Linked DNA regions of Mus musculus: region 2 is linked to region 1. A link is a contact called in public HiChIP or PLAC-seq data. All regions are on one chromosome and are shown on one strand. The core of a region is the stretch at or near the end of the contact, and the rest is flanking DNA. Distances in the headings are between cores, read along the strand shown. Region 1 overlaps Trpm4 (transient receptor potential cation channel, subfamily M, member 4). Region 2 holds the start of Ruvbl2 (RuvB-like protein 2).

Region 1 (3,623 bases), core at 410-2,909:
TGAGCTGAATTTGGAACACTTTTGTTTTATAGATCTTTTAAGCACAATAATTTAAACTTAAAACATAATCTTAGCCCCCACAATGGTGCACAGACATGCCGGCAGGCGAAACACCCACACACAGTGAAAGAAAAATTGGCTGTTTCGTTTTCCTGGCTGAACCTGAGGAGGCTGCCTCTGACGACTGTGTCCCATGCTCTAACAGTTGAGACCCCATATGGACACTTGCTCTGTGCCCTGGTGGCAGACTCCAGCCCTTGTCAGGGTCTCTAATGTTCTCACATTCCACAGTCTCTTCTGACACAGAAGTGGTGGGGGGAGATGGACAGCACAACTCCCATCTGGGCCCTGCTTCTCGCCTTCTTCTGCCCGCCTCTCATCTACACCAACCTTATCGTCTTCAGGTCAGTGCCTTGGCTCCAGGCTCTGTCCCTCTCTCCTGCTCATTTCTCTCTGCCCTCTTACTTAGCCACCTGGCATGTCTCTTCCCTGAGAAGGGCACTCTTTCCCTTCTCTGGAGGGAATGTTCTGGAAGGTGGGGGTTGTTGTCCTGCCTTTGCGTTATCTCTCTATGCGATTTCTCTACTTTTTAGGCCATGGCTCTGGAGGAGGGCAACTCCCTTATCTCTCTGCACTGTTTGTGGTAAACTAAGTTTGGGTCTTTCTCAAGAACCCCTCTATTTCTTACTCTGTGTCCTGCCCCTCACGGCAGGAAGTCAGAGGAGGAGCCCACACAGAAGGATCTTGACTTTGATATGGACAGCAGCATCAATGGAGCAGGTCCTCCTGGGTGAGTGACAGTCCAGCATTGTGGGAGGAGGGGGGAGGGCGCCATCATGGACAGTTTCAGGATCTTGCCAACTCCCACTTCCATCAGGCACTGTAGCAAGTCCTGAACTAGGGGAGCAATGGGCTTTTAGGAGTTGCTGGTCTCACTGAACCACAGAAGATGCCGAGGTAAGTTCTAGAAGGCCATGCTCAAGGACTGACTTAAAATTTGGTCCTTGGAGCCAACGAGATGGCTCTGCAGGTAAATCTACTCAAGTGGAAGGACCTGAGTTCAAGAGAGAAACAATTCTTTTTCTAGGATATAACTACACTGTAGTTGTCTTCAGACACACACTAGAAGAGGGCATCGGATCCCATTACAGATGGTTGTGAGCCACCATGTGGTTGCTGGGAATTGAACCCAGGACCTCTGGAAGCACAGTCAGTGCTCTTAACTGCTGGGCCTCTCTCCAGCCCTGGAGAAACAATTCTTAAATGCTCCTGACTTCCACCTTTCTTAGTTCACCCATTGGAGTGCAGAGCGCCAGGGGCAGAAGGATGATGTCATCACAAGAACTTAGTTTGGGTTGGGCGACCTGCGCTCCCTTGCTGTTGGTTACTTAGTATTTATTCACTTTTCTATTATGTTTCTGTCCCTGGGGCTCTTGCCCTGTCACTATGTTGCAGTCCCCATGGAGATCTTTTAAAGACCAGGCTCAATACGTATAGTTGCTAAGTATTTGTCTAAGCTCCTCATAGCCCTAGGTTCCATCCCAGGCCAAACAACACAAAACCTACAGGAAACCTCGGGGAGTCAGCCAGTTAGGTGCCTAGCGCACAAGCATAAAGAGCTGAGTTCAGACTCCCAGCCTCTGTAATAAAATCTAAGGTGTGGCAACGCATGCCTGCACTAGTGCTGCTAGACAGAGAAGGAAGGGTCCCTGGGGTGTTGTGGGCCAGTCGGGATAGCCGAATCAGCAAGTCCTGTGTTTAAAAATAAGAGTGAAAACGACTGAAGGAGACATCAAACCCCAACCTCTCACGTCTTAGTCTGGCTGATAAAACGATTTTGAAATGGACTCAGAAGGAAGCTTGGGACCCTTTTATTAGATGCTGAGAGAAAAGGAACAGAGCAGGCGACTATGAAGAGGAAGGGAGGAAGCCACTCCTTTTGCTGGGGAGGTTAGAAAACAGTAGCATGCTGGTGAGAAGGGACGGGTGGCCCAGAGCACCAAGGAAATTAAGTCTAGGCTTTGGGAAGAATCCAAAACAAACAAAGACAAAGAAACGGAGAAGGAAAGATTGTTTTTCTGAGTTAGGAGTCAGAAAATCGGGCAGGTTGCATGTGGAGGAGTAGGATTGCGGTCTCCAGGGAAACAAAAGTAAACTGTATCGTATTGTATCATTTAGGAGATAATTAATCTTTCCCTCTCCTTCAAGTGACTCAGACTCCCTGGGGCAGAGAAAGACTCTGGGACAAGTGACTGGCAAGCTGTGCTGGTTTAACCCTTTAGACACTTTAAAAGATTTTATTTTTAATTATGTGTGTACATGTGGATTTGTGTGTTGTAGGGTCTATGCATGTGGTTGCCCTCTGAGACCAGGACTGGGAATTGTCACACACACACACACACACACACACACACACACACACACACACACACACACACACCATGACAAACCAACCAACCAACCCCCACAGCTGCCAAACGGAATAAGAGACAGCTTATTCTCGAGCCAGATGTGAGTGACCTAAGTGTGGAAACACGGGGCTAAGTTAGTTCTATGTCCCAACGTGGAAACTGTTTCATGGAGTTTTTATAGTAACAGAACAAAGAAAGTTATAAATCAAAGCACTTAAAAATACAGTGGTAGAAATATTAAGTGAGCAGACAGGGCAGGCAGGAGAATCGCAGCCTTGGGCTCAGATCCTATCTTACTGCATTCTTAGGTGTCTTTAGGGTTTTGTGACATTAGTACATTGCAAAAATTTGTATCTGTTTATCAAGATGTTAGCTATGAGACTGAGGTAGGCTGGAGGTTAAAGAGAGCTCAAAAGAAAATAAACTATCTGATAGTAAAGATAGCTCAAAAGAAATTAGACTATCTGATACTAACAACCAGGTTCTGCAGTCTCTGAAGTCTTTATCAGTTGATCAGCCTCTGCAGACAGTGTCTTTCTAGGAATTCCCAGTGACAGAGTCAAACCCGATCCAGTGCTCAGAACTGCTGGATCAATTCTTCAGCCCCTTAAAGTTTTTCTAAATTAGATTTTATTTTGTTATTTGTACATTGTTTTTTGAGGGTGTGTATGCTGCCCGCAAGGGTGTGGAGTCCAGAGGACAAGTTGTAGAAGCCGGTTCCCTCCTTTCACCTTGGCGACCAAGGTCATGTGGCAGACGCCTGTGTTTGCTGAGTCTCCTCCTTCCTGGGTCATAAGAGGAGGCAACGATGCTATGTGATGTTTGGAGTAGTTTAGAATGTCCTGTCTCCATGCAAGGCCAGATGAAGATCGTTGGGAGCACAAGGGTCCTGACACCCACAGATCATCAGGGAAGCTAGGAATGTTATACACACGGGGGCCCTCTTCTCAGTGGAGGAGAGAAAATTCCTGTTTTTCTGCCCAGATGCCTGGGAATGGATTTTGTAAATAACCTGGTGACCTTTCTGCTCTCTGTGGAGGCAGACCTCACCCAAATCCCCCAGACTGCCTATCCCAGACTCTCTCTTCCTAGACCATTGCCCATGCTTTGGGGGAGAGGTCGAATGTACTTCATGGCCACTGACCTCTATGCTATTAGTCAGAGACCACACTACATTCTAGGCCTTTTAGCTATAGGACCTGGCCTCCTGGT
Region 2 (3,623 bases), core at 542-3,041, 120 kb before region 1:
TTTAGTCTCCTAATTCTTAGAGAATTAGGAGCAGGAAGGCTCTAAAGCTCTTGACTTTCAGATGCAGTGGGAAAAATGGTACATGGCCCTATCCAGCTACCCAGTTACCTGAGGGAAGCTTGACTTATTATTCCACACCTTCAGGGCCCCTAACGATGCTAGCCCTGGGCTGGGACACAGGGACTGCTGGGCCCTGCTCCTCCTGTGACCCCACCTCAGATTTAGGAATCTGGGTCCTCAGCCTTCTCACCTGAAACTGGTACCCTGGTAGTACACAGCATTGAGTCTGCCATCTCCCAACATGCTGAGAGACCTAGTCTCTTTCTCCCCAGGATCCAGAAAAGGAAATGTTCAGATCCACAAGGCCCAGCTGCTGGGATTCCCAGCCCAGCCTTCTCATGAGCGAGAAGCTAGTGATCTCCCATACATACTGTGGGTGGGTTCCTCCCATCCTAGGGCCCAGCTCCTGACCAACTTAGGACTTCCAGCTTTCCCAGTCCACAGGGAGGGAGGCACCTCACTACATAGGAAGCCAGGACTTAGGCCCTGGGCTCCTTCAAACTCGACATTCAAGTTCCCAACTCTTTCCCACCTTGTATCTAAGAATTTGAGTCTCCAAGCCCCTCTTGGCTTTACACTGGTTCAGGTCCGCTATGCCCCCTGAAAAATCCATGAATCCCAACCTTTAGGAACACCCCAACTCCACAGTCACGTCCTCTGGACCACAGACCCAAAAGCTCCAGTGTTCCTTGGGCTTAGATGCACTAACTCCTTCCACTTTTAGATCTCAGGTCTCTCGGCCCTCGAAAACCTCCCTTCAAGACCCAGGAATCTTTCTCTGAGTGCCCTCTTCCCTAGATTGCAGAACCTGAAGCCTCCTTCCATCTTAAGAGTAGTCTCTTGTCCCTTCCCCCCAGGGCCTAGGACGCCTACTCCAGCCCCTTCACAAGGACACAGAAGTCACAGGCGCTTTTCCCAGGACCCAAGACTCCTCCACGTAACTCTTTTCCCGTCTGAAACGGAGTTTCGGGGCCCCATCCTCGCCTGCCCTTCTTGGTCAAGGGACCAACGCTGACGTTCTCACCCTTGTTGGCCACCTCCCAGGCCACCTCGAAAAGCACTGCGTTCTCGGGGTCGAATTCATCCTCCCAGTCTTCCAATCCTGGAAGCGAGGACACAGAGAGACTGCGGCTGAGAGGCATGGCTACTGCGGGCAGGGGACTTCGAGCACCAAAACTGGAAACCAGAGAGATCGGCTGGGAACGCAGCAGACTTGGTGACCGGTAGAGTTAGCGGGTGTCCCAGGGGAAGCTTGCAAGGCGCTCCGCTTCCTATTGCACGACCGCACCCCCGCCCCAGAGCGCTCCGACTCAGGTAGGGTGAGCTGAGACACTGAATCGGGCGGGCAGCTGCAGTGAAGCCTCGTGGCCGCCAGGAGGCACTGCCCACCCTGCTGGTCTAGCACGATTGGTCGGCGGCTGGGGGGCGGGGGCTATTGCGTCTACTTATTGGCGGATAGAATCCAGTTTCCTTGGCCAGAGGCTCCTGGGGAGCTGCGGGGGCGGGGCTTGTTTCTACGCAGCATGGAAGTGATTGGTGAACAGAGCTGTCAATCTCAGCTGTAGGCCCAATTTGGTGAGGAAGGTTGGACAGAGAGGGAAGGGATCGTGGAGGACGTGTGGTTGCTACAAAATGTGCTCAGAATTTTGCAATCGGACTTAGCAGTTGCAGGGCGGGGGGGAAGGAGGGGGGAGGAGGCTAGGTAAGAGGAGGAGGAGCAAGAGACGTCAGGAACCCACCCGGGATTCAGAACACCGGCTTTCCAATTTAGCCTCGCGGGCTGGGCGCGGCCTAGTGTACGCCCCCTACAGGAATTTTATATATCTTATGGGCCATAGAGATGACTGGATGACCGGGAGCCTAGAGAGGATAAAGACCGCGCTCCTAGCCGATTTCCGTTTCCGCTGAGGCATTGGCGGTTGGTGTGCATCATGGCAACCGTGGTAAGTGTTGGGTGCATGTGGAGGACCGACAATGACCCTTCTTAGAGAGTCTGAAGGAGGGAGCTGGAGAGGACTCTTGTATCTGAGGGAGGAGTGATAAGGAAGATGCCTGGTTTGACGGAGGAGGTCTGGGGAGTACTCCCGAGTCAGAGGGAGGATGCTGAGGACACCGAGTCTGAGCAATGGATACAGAGGAGAATGCATGTGTCTAAAGGAAGAGAGCAGAGGAGAATGCATGAATCTGACGGAAGGGGGCTGAGGAAGTCGCCAAGGAGGGCTTGGGAGGACACATGGATCTGTGGGAAGTGTTGGGAGGAGAGGATACCAGGGTCTGAGGGAAGCAGGCTGGTGTGTGCACCTTTGTGTTTGAGGTAGGCAGGCTAGAGCCTGAATCCCTAGATCGGAGGGACGATCACAGTGGATGAGGCCTGGTTTGGAGGAGGAGGAGGGCTAGGGAGGGTGCCTGGGCCTAATAGAAGAGGGCTGGACCTGGACTCCTGGATGTGGAGGAAGTGTATTGACCACTGAGGAAGGAGCTTCATTGTGGCTTTAGAAGCTAGTAGAGAAGGCAACAATGTATTCAGAATCCTAGATGTCAGGCATGGTAGTGAAAGCCTGCACTTGGGAGGCAGAGGCAGGTGGATCTCTGTGAGTCTGAGGATAGCCTGGTCTACAGAGCCAGTTCCAGGACAGCCAAGGGTTACACAGAGAAACAACAACAGAAAGAATCCTGGGTCTGATGGAAGAGTCATGTAGACACTCAGATTTCTCTGTGAATGAGTGACTAGCCAGAGCCTGGAGTGACAGAGTCGTGGTTCATCCCACAATGCGTTCTGGAAACTTCGTCTGCCTCTTGATGTAGTCAGTGACCAGTTCCAAAGTCTCATCCCAGTGTCCTGCGAGGTCTGAGACTGGTACCCTGGTCTTCTGGGGAAGATTAGTAAGTGGGAAGTTGTGTTGTGTGCTTGAGAGCACAGGTCACAGGAAAGTGTGTCCGAAGCCAGGAGTGTGACAGTGAGGAAGAGAAATAGAGTCTGGGTTCAGAGCATGGGGTCTTGTCCAGAGACTGTATTTTTCAGAACCTCACCTAGGGCACGTGTCTGTGCCATCGCACAGTTAGTTGAATGTTACAGTGAGCGAATAAAGCCCAGGAAGTGAGACCGGGCATATTGGGCCTGGCACTAGCTCCTCAGACTTCCCAGTGAAGAAATCTTGTGGCCTTGTGGTGTCCTTGATTCTGGGGTTGGGCCCAGGCAAGTTGTAGGGAGGTCAGTGGCGTCTGTTGCTGTTACCATGGTGAGGAAGGGCCTGCCTTTGCTTGCCTGTGTGTGACAGTAGTTTGGGGGTCTCATGCTCCTGCAGTCCACACAATCTCCTACAAAAAGAGGAAGGTGAAGGCTCCCACAGCAAGAGACAGGCAGTAAATGGTCCTGGGCTGTGGGCTATCCTGGAAGGCCTTGTTCCATTCCAGGAGGAGGCATCCTGAGCTGTGGTTGAGGGCCGCTTAGCTTTGTGGTTTCTTAGGTTCGTAAAAAATAGGAAAAGATGTTCAAGGGTCCACCGCCTGGATTTATCGGTCTCTTGTTTTCACCCTTTAGCTTGGGCTAGCTCCAGACTCGA

Evidence for each region. HiChIP or PLAC-seq counts read pairs in DNA pulled down with a chosen protein or histone mark.
Region 2: a contact with region 1 is called in an HNF4G HiChIP or PLAC-seq map of pancreatic cancer cells. The contact joins the promoter of Ruvbl2 here to the enhancer-like site in region 1. A contact is called at or near these places in 21 of 39 promoter capture datasets (the 3T3-L1 cell line, the C10 cell line, the HPC-7 cell line and 15 more), 6 of 15 datasets of contacts at CTCF or cohesin (CD8 T cells, the NIH/3T3 cell line, embryonic stem cells and 2 more), 50 of 484 Hi-C or Micro-C datasets (B cells, the Ba/F3 cell line, the G1E-ER4 cell line and 22 more), 35 of 115 datasets of contacts at active chromatin or transcription factors (the 230-238 cell line, CD8 T cells, the SCID.adh cell line and 18 more) and 4 of 9 other capture datasets (adipose tissue, embryonic stem cells, liver and 1 more).

What each region holds. Positions count from the first base shown.
Region 1 is chr7:45,311,762-45,315,384 of GRCm38.p6, reverse strand. Trpm4 (transient receptor potential cation channel, subfamily M, member 4) reads left to right here. Exons shown (of 25, transcript NM_175130.4): 15 at 292-404; 16 at 713-790. Among named protein-coding and RNA genes, the nearest start is that of Gm39006, 11 kb to the right of the region's middle. Within about 2 kb of position 1,659, at least 72 of the 459 cell types and tissues checked have an H3K27ac peak or open chromatin away from gene starts, as enhancers often do. A contact at or near this core is called in the 230-238 cell line, the G1E-ER4 cell line, the HL-1 cell line and 14 more, where this site is marked.
Region 2 is chr7:45,432,632-45,436,254 of GRCm38.p6, reverse strand. It overlaps Ruvbl2 (RuvB-like protein 2), which reads left to right and starts at 1,791. Exons shown (of 15, transcript NM_011304.3): 1 at 1,791-2,003. The coding sequence starts at 1,992. It overlaps Gys1 (glycogen synthase 1, muscle), which reads right to left and starts at 1,416. Exons shown (of 16, transcript NM_030678.3): 1 at 1,085-1,416. The coding sequence starts at 1,202.